Regions from separate parts of the Rattus norvegicus genome. Here region 1 is linked to region 2. A link is a contact called in public Hi-C data. All regions are on one chromosome and are shown on one strand. Each heading gives the region's core, a stretch centred on a gene start, on an enhancer-like site or on the middle of the called end of the contact. The rest is flanking DNA. Distances are from core to core; before and after follow the strand shown.

Evidence for each region. Hi-C and Micro-C count contacts between places; a contact is called where the count stands out from the background.
Region 1: a contact with region 2 is called in a Hi-C map of mammary epithelial cells, with 6 times the contacts expected there. The contact joins the promoter of Pikfyve here to the promoter of LOC134480379 in region 2. A contact is called at or near these places in 4 of 12 Hi-C or Micro-C datasets (frontal cortex, liver and mammary epithelial cells).

Annotation. Positions count from the first base shown.
Region 1 is chr9:74,054,407-74,060,665 of GRCr8, reverse strand. Pikfyve (phosphoinositide kinase, FYVE-type zinc finger containing) reads right to left here and starts at 3,152. Exons shown (of 42, transcript NM_001427277.1): 1 at 2,988-3,152. It also overlaps a transcript of Idh1 not described here.
Region 2 is chr9:73,611,553-73,617,902 of GRCr8, reverse strand. It overlaps LOC134480379 (basic proline-rich protein-like), which reads right to left and starts at 4,262. Exons shown (of 2, transcript XM_063267899.1): 1 at 2,777-4,262. The coding sequence starts at 4,262. The coding sequence ends at 3,522. It overlaps Fzd5 (frizzled class receptor 5), which reads left to right and starts at 3,864. Exons shown (of 2, transcript NM_173838.2): 1 at 3,864-4,482; 2 at 4,762-6,350. The coding sequence starts at 5,013.

The DNA of each region.
Region 1 (6,259 bases), core at 1,903-4,402, 440 kb before region 2:
TACTCAAATCAACAAGCTGCCTGTTCTTTCCTCCTAGGCACAGGAGCTTGGGATTTCCACAACCACACTCTAAGCCTAAACTCGTAAGATACTAGGGTATGGCCTTCTTATTTTTGTTTATAAGTAATCAAGAAAGCATAGCCAGTCAAAGCAGTAAGTCTAGTCAGGAAATAAAGTCACAGGAAGGGACTAAGGCTCTCTCCCTGTAGACTGACAGGTTAAAGAGAAGTATTCTTTGCCATGTTAGTAAAATACAAAACTTTGTAATCTACCTATCCAAAAAGGGCATTACACTCTTCTAAAACGGTTTTCTCCTTCAAAATCACACCTGTTGGTTCATTTTATGTTCACAACAGTCTCAGAAGTTATAAAGTCAGCATTATCACTATGGTTAACAATTGAGGCAACTAAGGTACACTGAGCCTAAACGGTTTTCATCTGGGTGGATCAGAGATAGTAATAAATAGACGTGTGACTGTGCGACAAGTCTTGCAACAGAATTCTCCAACAGTCTTCTATCAAAAAGAAAAAAAAACTGTATTCCTCACAGACTTCCAGTTCTAGCCAATTGTATTCTCTTAGTACTCAAGATTCTCTCAGATTATTAAATTAAAACAGAAATGAAACCACTGACTTGGATGAGATTTTGGCAACAAGTGCTTAATGGAAAGGATGGGGAAGAAAGGAGAAGAGGAAGGCAATGGAGTAGGGGGAAAGGAAAGGAAAGGAAGCAGAAAGACAGGGAGGGAGGACCTCTAGTATCATAAAGTATTGTCTCAGTCGGGGTTGCTATTGCTGGGATGAAACGCCAAGACCAAAGCAACTTCCGGAGTAAAGGGCTTATTTAGTTTACACTTCCACACTACTGTTTTTATCATCAAAGGTGGTCAGGATAGGAACTCAAGCAGGGCAGAACCTGGAGACAGGAGCTGAGGCAGAGGCCAAGGAGGAGTGCTGCTTATTGGCTTATTCCTCATGAACAAGGGCTCAACCTGCTTTATTATAGAACCCAGGACCACTACCACCCACAATGAGGACTGGGCCTTCCTTCATCAGTCACTAATTAAGATGATGCCCTACAGGTTTGCTTACAGGCCATCTTATGAAAGCAATGTCTTAGTTGAGGCTCTCTCCTGTCTGAAAACTCTAGCTTGCGTCAAGCTAACATACAACTATGATCCTACAGCATGAAGGATTAACATGATGACTGATCAAGTAAAAACTCAAAGTTTTGTTTTGTTTTAAAGACCGCCGGAGAAAAAAAGATGTAATGGCAATAAGAACCCTCATGCTTCTGAACACAACCTCTTACACTTCCACAAAAGTACCAATGAAAGCGCAGAAACCAATCTGCTTACAGAGTCTTAGAATTACTTCTAAAAGTCTATATCTACAACTTTCATTAAGCTTTGGACATGTGAAGGTAAAAACTGCCATGAAAACACACATCAAGTGCAGTCTCTGAAACATGAATGCAACCACATAGACGTAATCTTAATAACTACATGCCACCAGCATCCGAAAACTTACAACTCTGATTTTTAGCAGCATGATAACTGTTTATGCTATAAAGCATGGCTCTTTCTGCATACATAATTAGAAATGTTAACCTACTTATCCAACAACTTCTGCAGTGTCTCTCTTTATCCCAAGGCCAGTGTGGTATACGCAGATTTGCAATAAGTTTCTTGGTAAAGCAAATCAGAAAATGAGTCCGATATTAAAGTGTAGGAAATAGCTTGACCTATCTGCCCATAGGAAAATTGTAGTGAAATTCCAAACAGCAGCGCAATCATTTTCTTAAATACAATTCTCAAACTTTTATCTATTGATGCAGGACAGCTGAATACAAGCAATGTTAGCTTCCATCAAGAAAGGCTTAGTGTTCGTTTTTTTTTGGCCCATGCACAGCAGAAACACTAAAGGAAAACCAGTGTGATTCATGTAACTGTTCCAGAAAGAGGAGAAGGGAGGGGGAGGACTCGGGAAGTTAGTGTTGCTTCTCAGAGAAGTCCTGACCTTTGTCACAAGCCTGAACCTAATGAATCGGAGAGAAAGAAACTAAGACTATCTCCCCTCCAGCCGCCACCCTACACCTGTGTCTGTCTCTGTCCTGGTCTACCCCGCTCCCCCTCCCTCCGGGGAGGGGGAGAATGGGGGAATGGGAGACCAGGACAGAGTGGGAGTCCTGGAGAGGCAGAGATTCAAATAAATGTAAAACAAGACGGTGCGATTTGCTGGGCAGCTACATCTAGAAATACAAGATACATCGAATGAAGCAACCCTTCATCATTTAACACATTACGCGCGTAAGATACACAGCAGTAACCTGCTTTATGCAGAATGTACACCTTCCCTGAATGTCCTAAGAACCTAAATACGACAGAAGACCCTAAATTTCTAAATGCATCCATCAAATTTCACTTTCAACATTTCTTGGGAACCTCTTGGGAAAGGGGAAACGACTTATTGGGAAATAAGTCTCCTCCTTAAAACCACTACGTTAAGTTTTTTTCTTTTTTCTTTTCTTTTTTTTTTTTTAAGCCTCAAACAGCAGACAGCAGCATTTAAGCTGATGGACACACTCAAGCTTGGAATGGTTTCTGTGGGTCAGAACTTTCTTTTCCAGACTAAAGCTGCAACCCTGAGACTTGCGCTCACCCGCTCAGAGGAAGAGATGACATGGTCCACCTCCGAAATAAGTTCGGGCATTAGGAAAACAGAGAGGCAAGAGAACTTCCATTGTGTCAAGGAAGCCTGTGCAGGAGATGGCCCAGCCGGCTTCCGTCCGTCTCGCCACACAGGGCCGGCGGGCGCTCAGAAGCCAGCCGGTTCCCATCAGGTCTTCCCCGCTCCCCGGCCGAGCCTCGGCCGCAGAGTCCGCAGAGTCCCGGGCCTTCGCCATCCCTCAGGCGGTGCTCCGGGACCCACGCCGGCCTTCCTCCCACTGCGCGCCCTGCCTGCCCATGCCTCGCCGCCTCCCTTACCTTCGCCTCCCGCCCCGGCCCCGCGGGCCTCCCGCCTCCCCGGCCTCCGCCTCACCACTCTCGGCCAGGAAGCCTTAGCCAAGCGCAGGGCCGGCTTCCTCAGGCAGCCGGCGGTCGCGCCGAGGAGCCCAGAGGTATACGCTGTAACTGCGGTTTCTCGCTTCTGCCTACCACCTCAAGGCTCCGCCCCGATACCCCTTCTGACCAATCAGCAACAGGCTCCAAGGGCCGGCTCCGCCCACTCCTCACCGCCCTCTGGACCTTCCGATCAGATGTTCAGGCAGAAAGAATCTAACCCAGAGAATATCGTTCCAGGCCCCCAGAGGACTTAACGCTGCCTCAGCCTTCCTGAAAGAAGAGAGGACAGTGCACGTGAGCATCACGAGCGCCGGGCACTAGACCCTAGTTGGTCTGCTGTTACCGTATGTGTTCAACACTGTGAGCACTCATAAGTTAGGCTGCTCTCCGAGCTCTCTTGGACCGACTTCCACCTGTGTAGCCCAGAGCGAAGAGATGGTTAGCTTTTAGGACACTTTCAGGACTCCGCTAAAACCAACTGTGTGTCTTTGAACAAATTACTTATTTCTCTAGGCCTCAAACCTCTGGTGGATAAAGCGGGGTTAATTATAGCAGCGTTCACTCCCTGTTGTTTTTTAATTATTGTTGTTGTTAATGGGTTTTGTTGTTGTTTGAGGATTAGGTAAAACACCGCATGAAAAGTAGTTGGCACAGAACCTGACCAAGTGATGTTGACTATAGCTTCTTTAAATTAGGGTTTTGTGTTGCAGATAAGAATTATCAAGTCCTGACTTGCTCAGGTTGGTATTAACGTGACGCGTTATTTTTGTCCTGCTAAAAGGGCTGTGCAGTTAAAAGTAGAAAACAAGCTAAAACCTGCTTACTGAAAACGCAGGGCTTTTCAGGGGAGCACTGAAAGGAATCTGGAGGTTGGTGTTATTCTGAGAATTCTTTTCCTCTAGAACTTTGGCATTTCCCACCCAGCTTTGTTTTTTGTTTTTGGTTTGTTTTGTTGTTGTTGATGTTGTTGTTGTTTTGGTTTTTGTTTTTTTCAACGATGGAAAATACCGCCAAAACCTGAAGCTAGAGGACGCTGCAACTGCTGGTCACCATCCTTAACTGGCTCTTGGTTGGATCTTGTCCTTAGTGCCCTTTGGCCTTCATTACTACTATGCAAATATGCAAGTCAAAAAGCTGGGCTGCAATCCTTAACCTAACGACCTCTACCAAACACAACTATCTGCAAACACGTCCCTCACTCATATCCCTGTGGGCTTGCAATGTCTCTTCAACCAAACCTTTCCCAATAACTTCTCCTTGGCCCATAAACATACTCAAGCATCTTTCTTAAGAAGAAAAGAAAAATATTTTCTTAAATTACTCCAACAGACGCTAATATCCCATAAACGTACAATAAATTATGAAATAGGCCAAGAGAACACAATACATAATCCAACTGAGAGGATAGCAAGATACAGAAAAAACTATATACAGAAACACCCGTTCAACTAACACTTTTTGAAAGATATAGTGGGCTATGCGGGTGCTCAGGAAGGTCAAAGGGATCAGATTCTGTTTTGTATTTTGATATAGGGGGTAGTGAGCCCCCAAATGTGGGTGCTAGGCATCAAACTTGGGTTCTCTGCAAAAGCAGTATGTGATCTGAACTTTGAGCCATCTCTCCAGCTCCTCAACTAACATGTTCTGAGTGATTAATTGGAGAGGTCCTCATTCTCAGTAATTGGCCATGTAGGTACTCTGCTAAGGGTAAAGCCGTGACCATAACACAGTTCACGTTCCCCAGAAGTTTGCACTTCCATGTCTACATTAGCCTGAAGTTTAATCTCTGTGAGAAAAATTGAGTTCTCTTTTAGGAAAGAAATCAGTTTGGGTTCTTACCTCAGACTAGCCGTCAAAATTTAATTCCAGGTGTATTTTATCTGTAGAGACATTTTGTTCCTATCCATAACTATTCTCCCCCAGAACTTCCATCCATGCACTTACATGAAGCTTGCTGGGCTTGGTCACACCGTGGTACTGTACTCACATGCTTCTGTGTGCTGTAATTATACTTTACTGATAATTCATAGCCGTCCCCTCTCTTTACATTGGTGAGACTCAATATAGACTTTTCTCTTTCTCTCAGCAATGCTCTAATTCAGCACAGTCACCATTACAGTTTTAAAAGTTGCCCCTGATTTGTCTAATGGGAGCCTCTCATGAAAATCCCTGGGTATGGTTGCCAGGCTCCCATGACCTTTGGAATATTTGCTTTCCGTCTTATATTCTCCCTCGTACCTCCGCTCCCGAACCCCTATAAACTACCACTCTGTTTTCTGTTTTCTTTCTAAGATTAATGTTTTAAAAACTCTACACCTGAACTCTTACAAGATTTTTATTTCTGGCATACTTCACTTACAGTGTCCTCCAGGTTCAGTGTGTTGCCACAAAGGACGTTCCTTGTTTATTAATTTATAGTTCTACGTTCAAAGTCAAGTAAATATTCTCGACCAGTCCTTGGGTCATCTCTTCGATGTTGTTTTTCTAACCTTCCAGAGTACTTTATTTGGATGTCATCCTATTTGTCTGTTTTGCTATTTTCCTAAGCTTTTGGGTTAAACAAAATAAAAATAAAAGTCACTGCCCAGGACAATGCCATGGGGCTTTTTACTTATGTTTTCTTCTACTAATTTTACCTTTAGGTGTTACATTTAGCTATTTAATCCAGTTTGAGTTGATTTTTAATACAGTGTGAAATAGCGATCTAATTTCCTTCATGAACAGTGGGTATTCAGTTTTTCCCATAACATTCATTAAACAGACTATCCTTTCCCCGGGATTTTTCTGAATAGTTAAGTCCTTCGGAAGTGGGTTTGTTTCTGCTCTTCTCTTTCTATTCCATGGTCTGTGTGTCTGCTTTTGTGCTGAAGGCATGCTGTTTTGATGACCACAGCTTTGTACCACTTGGAATCCTTTGTTCGTAGGACTACTTTTTCAGTAGTCCTCCCGCCTCACCTCCTGAGTGCTGGGTTTGCAGGGCTGAATCACCATACTCAACTCATTTTTTGGTTTCTCAAGACAGGGTTTCTTTGTGCAGTCTTCACTGTCCTGGAACTAGCTTTGTAGAACAGGCTAGCCTCCAATTCTAAGCATCTTAAGTTTGTGTTATTACAAGTAAGATTATGTTCTTGATCTCTTCTGAGGAGTCCTCTGTTAGAGAATAAAAGGACTATTGACTTTTTGTGTTGGTTACG
Region 2 (6,350 bases), core at 3,013-5,512:
TAGAGTTCCAAGTGCTTAAAAATGTCTTTGGAGCTGAGCGTGGTGGTACATGCTGTTAATTCCAGCACTACAAGAGTCAGGTGGATCTCTGATTTTTTTTTTCTTTTTTTTTTTTTTTTCCGGAGCTGGGGACCGAACCCAGGGCCTTGCGCTTCCTAGGTAAGCGCTCTACCACTGAGCTAAATCCCCAGCCCCAGATCTCTGATTTTGAAGCTAGCCTGGTCTACAAAGCAAAGTTCCAGGCTAGCCAGAGCTAAACAGTGAAACTCTGTCTCAAAAACAAAACAAAACAATAAAAACAAAATTAAAAAAAATTATCTTCGGACTGATAAGATGGGTCTTGCCGTGCAAACCCACTAACCTGAGTTTAATCCTGGGAACCTGGGTGGAAAGAGAGCTCTGACTGGCACACATTACCATGGTATACTTACATCAGGACACACACCTGCAGTACTAATAACAAATAAAATTAAATTATTTGTCTGGGCTGGTCGAGCATCTATCTCAGAGACCGAGAATATGCCTAGGATATACAAGACCCCAGTGCATATACACAATTGGATCTTTTAAAAAGAGATGTTCTAATCCTTTGTAGAATAAATTGAAACTCAGAAGAAAAAACTGCATTTTAGAAGCAATTTTAACAATTAAGTTTAAATTAAACTATGCATTTACTGTGTGTAGCGGTTCGAGTGTGTGGGTTTAGACTCAGGTGTGCATGCACATTTGGAGGCCAGAAGCTTTGAGGCAGCGTCTCTTACTGAAACTGAAGCTCACTGCTACCACTAGACTAGCAGGCCAACAAGCCTAAAGAGTTGTCAGCTCTGGGATTATTGGCTTCACCACTTGCAGCTTTTGGTGGGTGTTGGAGTTCTAAACTCTGGCCCTTATGCTTGAGGGTAGGGACTTTGTGATCGAGCCATCTCTCTAGGTCCAAAAGAACTCTTTAAATTAAGTACAAATTGTATATGTTTATGACTGTAACATGGTGCCTAGATATAGCTATATCTCCTGGGATAGTTAGTTCAAATAATTTTAACATATATAACATGTTTTTCCTTTTCCTTTAAAAAAAAAAATCAACAAAGTTTCATCTAGCCCAGGTTGGCCTCCAACTTGATAGCAGGCAAGGATGGATAACTGAACTTCTGGTCTTCCGGACTCCACCTCTTGAATACTGGGATTATAAGCATGAGGACCATGCCGAGTTTTAGGTGGTATTTCGGATTGAACCTGGGTCTTTGTGTTTGATAGGTAGCTAAATTTCTAGCCCACATACTTATCTTTGTGTGTGTTTGTGCTAAGAACGCTTAAAACCTATTCTTAGCAACTTATAATTATATCATATTGTTACTAACTGTACTAACCATTAAGTATAAAAATATTGGTTGCTACCCTTTTGGTGGACTAGCTACCTCCAATAAATCCAATGAGTTGTTTTGGTGACAGTTTCTGTATCTGAGTATCCCAAGCATTAAATGAGGTAAAATATATTATTTAGCAACCTGCCTGAGATATGTTAAATATCAGCGTACTTAAACTATTCTGGTTTTAGATTTATTTATCTTTATGTGTATGAGTACTCTGCCTGCATGTATGTATGTGCACCTCATACATGCATGGTGCCCAAGGAGGTGGGAAGAGAGCACCAGCCCTCCTGGAACTGTAGTTCCAAATGGTTGTGAGCCACAGTGTGGGTGCTGGGAACTAAACCCAGGTCCTCTGCAAGAGCACACAATGCTCTTAACTGCTGAACCCCAGCCCCAGTCAGCATATCTTAAAATAATCCTTAAAGTAATATATGTGGGAAAAGAAAAACTAAAGTAATACAAAAAAACTATACACGTTTATCTTGTCACTTTTTTTGTTTTTGTTTTGAGACATGTAGCCCAGGTTGTCCTCAGACTCAGCATCCCCCTACAGAATGTTGGACTTAGAGGTATGAGCCACCACACCCAGCCAATGTTTGTTTCCATTACTACTGTCATTACTTGGGATCTCCAAGCAAAAGTCAGATTTTTGTTGTTTAGAAGGTTGACAGAGCAGTAGACAGTAACGTCCTAGGCAGAACCAAGTGAAACAACCCAAGTATTCTGGCTGAATTCCAGTGCAAGTGGTTTACATTCTCCAACCTCCAAATAATTTTTATTATTAGCCAACACTTGTCTATCGCAGCAACATACAAGTAAAGGGTAGTAGGCCTCCCCTGGCATGTTGGCAGGCTGGACAAACTTTCCATTGCGGGTTCCTTCCTTATCTGACTGGTATGCTCTAGTCTATTCTCCTTCCACTAATTCTTAGCCCGGGCTGTTTCTAGACCCTGAGGGCCAAGCGGTTACTAAGAACAAAAGAGATTAAATATGAACACCTTATAGAATTCTAGGGAATGAAGCAATGTATGTTTTAAACATTTATTAATAGCTGTGATGTCTGAGATTAAATACAGAATTTCATTAGCTCCCACAAAACCTTGTTGATACACTGAAAATGGCTTTTCAGCCTGTACAACCGGCACAGAAGACAATAACACCCAACAGATCTCAGCCAGTGAGGGCAGTTCAGAGTCCTTCAAGTACCCCTTAGGCTCTCCCCTACTTCGAATCCCTCCCACTCCCCTCCCCCAGCAGAGGGAGTGAAGGAGCAGTATACAATTTAAAGCCTCTTCATAAGCGTGTGAATGAATTTCAAGCATGCTAAACACCTCAGTCTCCCAACCTAATTAGTACTCACAGAAGAGAGGCATTTGTGAGACATTTAAAACTTGGAGTATACTAACCTATCAGGAGAGCGCCACTGTGTGTCCCTCCGTTGACAGCGGGTAGCAGGTCTTTCCACGGTTCCTACTGCCCCAGTGCGACCCCCTTACCGGGTCCCAGCCTCGCCAAAGTGCACAGCAGCCAACCCTGGGGAACCCAGCACCGTGAGCTGTACACTGTCCCAGTCCAAGAGTTTTTCTCTGTGGGTGTCTTCAGATCTGCCAGGGATTATAAATTGCTACTGCTAAGGACTACCGTCTCTAGAGTCATCCAAAACTGGAAAGAAATTCATCCTCTAGTTACAACGGCAAGATTTTGTTGTATATACGAAAGGCAAAGCCTGGGAAATATCGATATTTCCTAGGGAGGGTAAAGATTGTGAATTCTGCTGCCCAACTTCTGGTTTCGGATTCTAGGTTTGTCATCAGAGAGCCTACTGTGTGCTAGGAGCTCCCACAGGGAAGGGCACAAGTTTGTCAACGTTTCTGCTGTCTTGTTAGCTCAACTGTTTAGGTCAAGTTCTGAGGCGTTCTGGCCTCAGAATTCTAGGGTATCCAGATTGCCTATCAAGGTGTAAACGATTAACTAACACGAGGTTGCTCATTAAGTACTAGCGCGTCTGTCACCTAGCACAAGGCAGCTCAGAAGGGGGAGGACAGGTGGCACAACTGAATTGACCTCTCATCCCTTTAAACAAGCACCGGACCTCGATAAGGACACTTAACTGGAGAGAGATGGCCTAGTGGAGGCCCTGGAAGCAGGCGTTCAGAGAGCAGAACCTTCAGGAAAGTGAGTACCATTCTGGTGAACCACCACAGAGAACTCCAGGACTTGGGGCCAGGTTTCCCGCCCGGGTTCTCTGGGAGGCCTGATTAGCATTGACCCCGCCCTCGTAACTTGCCGGTCCACTATTGGCGGACGCTCTTCCGCTGCCCGCTCCGGGAGGGGCCGCGGGGCGCTCGCAGAGAGGCCAGGACAGCAGGGCGGTGGGCGGGGACCCGGAGAGGGAGCCGTGGGACGGCCCAGCTCCGGGCAGGGCGGGAGGGGGCGGGCCCGGGGCGGGGCCTCCCGGCGGGCATTAGAGGCAGGTGACCCGGGCGGGGCGGGAGAGGGCAGGCAGCCTGTAGCCGAGACTCGTCCGCTGCCGTCGCGCACCGTACGGAGCTCCCTGGAGGTGGGCGAAAGAGTGCGAGAGCGCGGGGGAGGAGCCGAGTGGGGCGCGTCCCGAGAGCGCCGCCACCGCCCCCCGGAGTCTGCTGGAGCGCGGAGCCCCCTGCAGGGGAGGCGGCGAGCGGCTGGCGGGACGCGGCGGCGGGCGCGGACCATGCAGTCCCCGCCCGGCCAGCGCTGGCTGCTCGCTGTGCTGTGAGGTGGCGGGGTCCCCTCCGGCTGCCGCATCCCTCCGCCTTCCAGTTCAAGTGCTGCCCGGCGCCCTTGCCCTTCGTCCCGGCCCCGGGACGCCGGTGGAAGGCACGGCCTGCCCCTGCCTTGCTCTGCCCGAATCATGCAGGGGGCCCCGAAGGAAGAGAAGCCGACTGACCGGCCCGCGCCGCCCGTGGTCGAGGGGCGCCCGGCTCTCTGAAAGGTCCTCCACCTGCTGCCATGTGTCGCCGCCACAGGTACCTAGCTTGTCCTTAAACTTTCCCAGCTCTGGGCCGATTCGGAGTCGCGGGACGGAGGAGCCCGGCTGGCTGCAGACATCTGCCGCCTAGCAGGATCCTCAGAGGTAAGAGCCCGCGTCTTCCCTGTTCACCCGGTTCCTCTGCCCCTTTCTCCGGGACTGAGCTCTCTGGCCCCAGGCATAGCCTGCAGGGCCGGGCCAGAAAAGAGAGGCGGGTGCGGGCAGTGGGGTGGAGGGGGTGGGGGCGTCTGAAGTTTGGCTGCAGGAGGAGGGGAGGAAAGGAGTTAATCTAGAGATTGGAGCCGGTTTACTGAGACCAAGCGGTTGGCTCTCCTCTGAGAGGAGTGGTTGCGATTTTTCTTCTCCCCTACCTTCTCTTTTAAGAGTTCTGTCCTTGGAGTCGGAGCCCTAATAGTCCCTCCAGCTCTATCTGGCGTGGAGCTGAGCGCTGCCGGCGGAGGCAGCGCCTTCCAGAAACAGTTGATCTTTGGACGGATTTCTTTAAGGAAAAGAAACCAACAGGTTGCCAGCCCGGGCGTCACAGTCAAGACTCCAGAGAGGGAAGCCCCGGCCGCAGATTCGTCGGTCAACGCAGACCCTCTCGGGCAGCGGGTGGCAAAGGGAAGAAGGGGGCGATGGCTAGACCCGACCCGTCCGCGCCGCCCTCTCTTCTGCTGCTGTTGCTGGCACAGCTGGTGGGCCGGGCAGCGGCCGCCTCCAAGGCCCCAGTGTGCCAGGAAATCACGGTGCCCATGTGCCGCGGCATCGGCTACAACCTGACGCACATGCCCAACCAGTTCAACCATGACACTCAGGACGAAGCAGGCCTGGAGGTGCACCAATTCTGGCCGCTGGTGGAGATCCACTGTTCCCCGGACCTGCGCTTCTTCCTGTGCTCCATGTACACGCCCATCTGCTTGCCTGACTACCACAAGCCGCTACCACCGTGCCGCTCCGTGTGCGAGCGCGCCAAGGCCGGCTGCTCGCCACTCATGCGCCAGTACGGCTTCGCCTGGCCCGAGCGCATGAGTTGCGACCGCCTCCCAGTGCTGGGCGGCGACGCTGAGGTTCTGTGCATGGATTATAACCGAAGTGAAGCCACCACCGCGTCCCCTAAGTCCTTCCCGGCCAAACCCACACTCCCAGGACCACCAGGGGCGCCATCTTCCGGGGGCGAATGTCCCTCGGGAGGCCCGTCTGTGTGCACGTGCCGCGAGCCCTTCGTGCCCATCCTGAAGGAGTCACACCCACTCTACAACAAGGTGCGCACCGGCCAAGTGCCCAACTGCGCAGTGCCCTGCTACCAGCCGTCCTTCAGCCCGGATGAGCGCACGTTCGCCACCTTCTGGATTGGCCTGTGGTCTGTGCTGTGCTTCATCTCCACGTCCACCACTGTAGCGACCTTCCTCATTGACATGGAACGATTCCGCTACCCTGAGCGCCCCATCATCTTCCTGTCTGCGTGCTACCTGTGTGTGTCACTGGGATTCTTGGTGCGCCTGGTTGTAGGCCATGCCAGCGTCGCCTGCAGCCGAGAGCACAGCCACATTCACTATGAGACTACCGGCCCTGCGCTGTGCACAGTCGTCTTCCTCTTAGTCTACTTCTTTGGCATGGCCAGCTCCATCTGGTGGGTCATCCTGTCGCTCACCTGGTTCTTGGCGGCTGGCATGAAGTGGGGCAATGAAGCCATCGCAGGCTATGCACAGTACTTCCACCTTGCTGCCTGGCTCATCCCCAGCGTCAAGTCCATTACGGCGCTGGCACTGAGCTCCGTGGACGGAGACCCAGTGGCTGGCATCTGTTATGTGGGCAACCAAAACCTGAACTCGCTACGAGGCTTTGTCTTGGGCCCACTGGTGCTGTACCTGTTGGTGGGCACGCTCTTCCTTCTGGCAGGCTTCGTGTCACTCTTCCGCATCCGGAGCGTCATCAAGCAGGGTGGCACTAAGACGGACAAGCTAGAGAAGCTC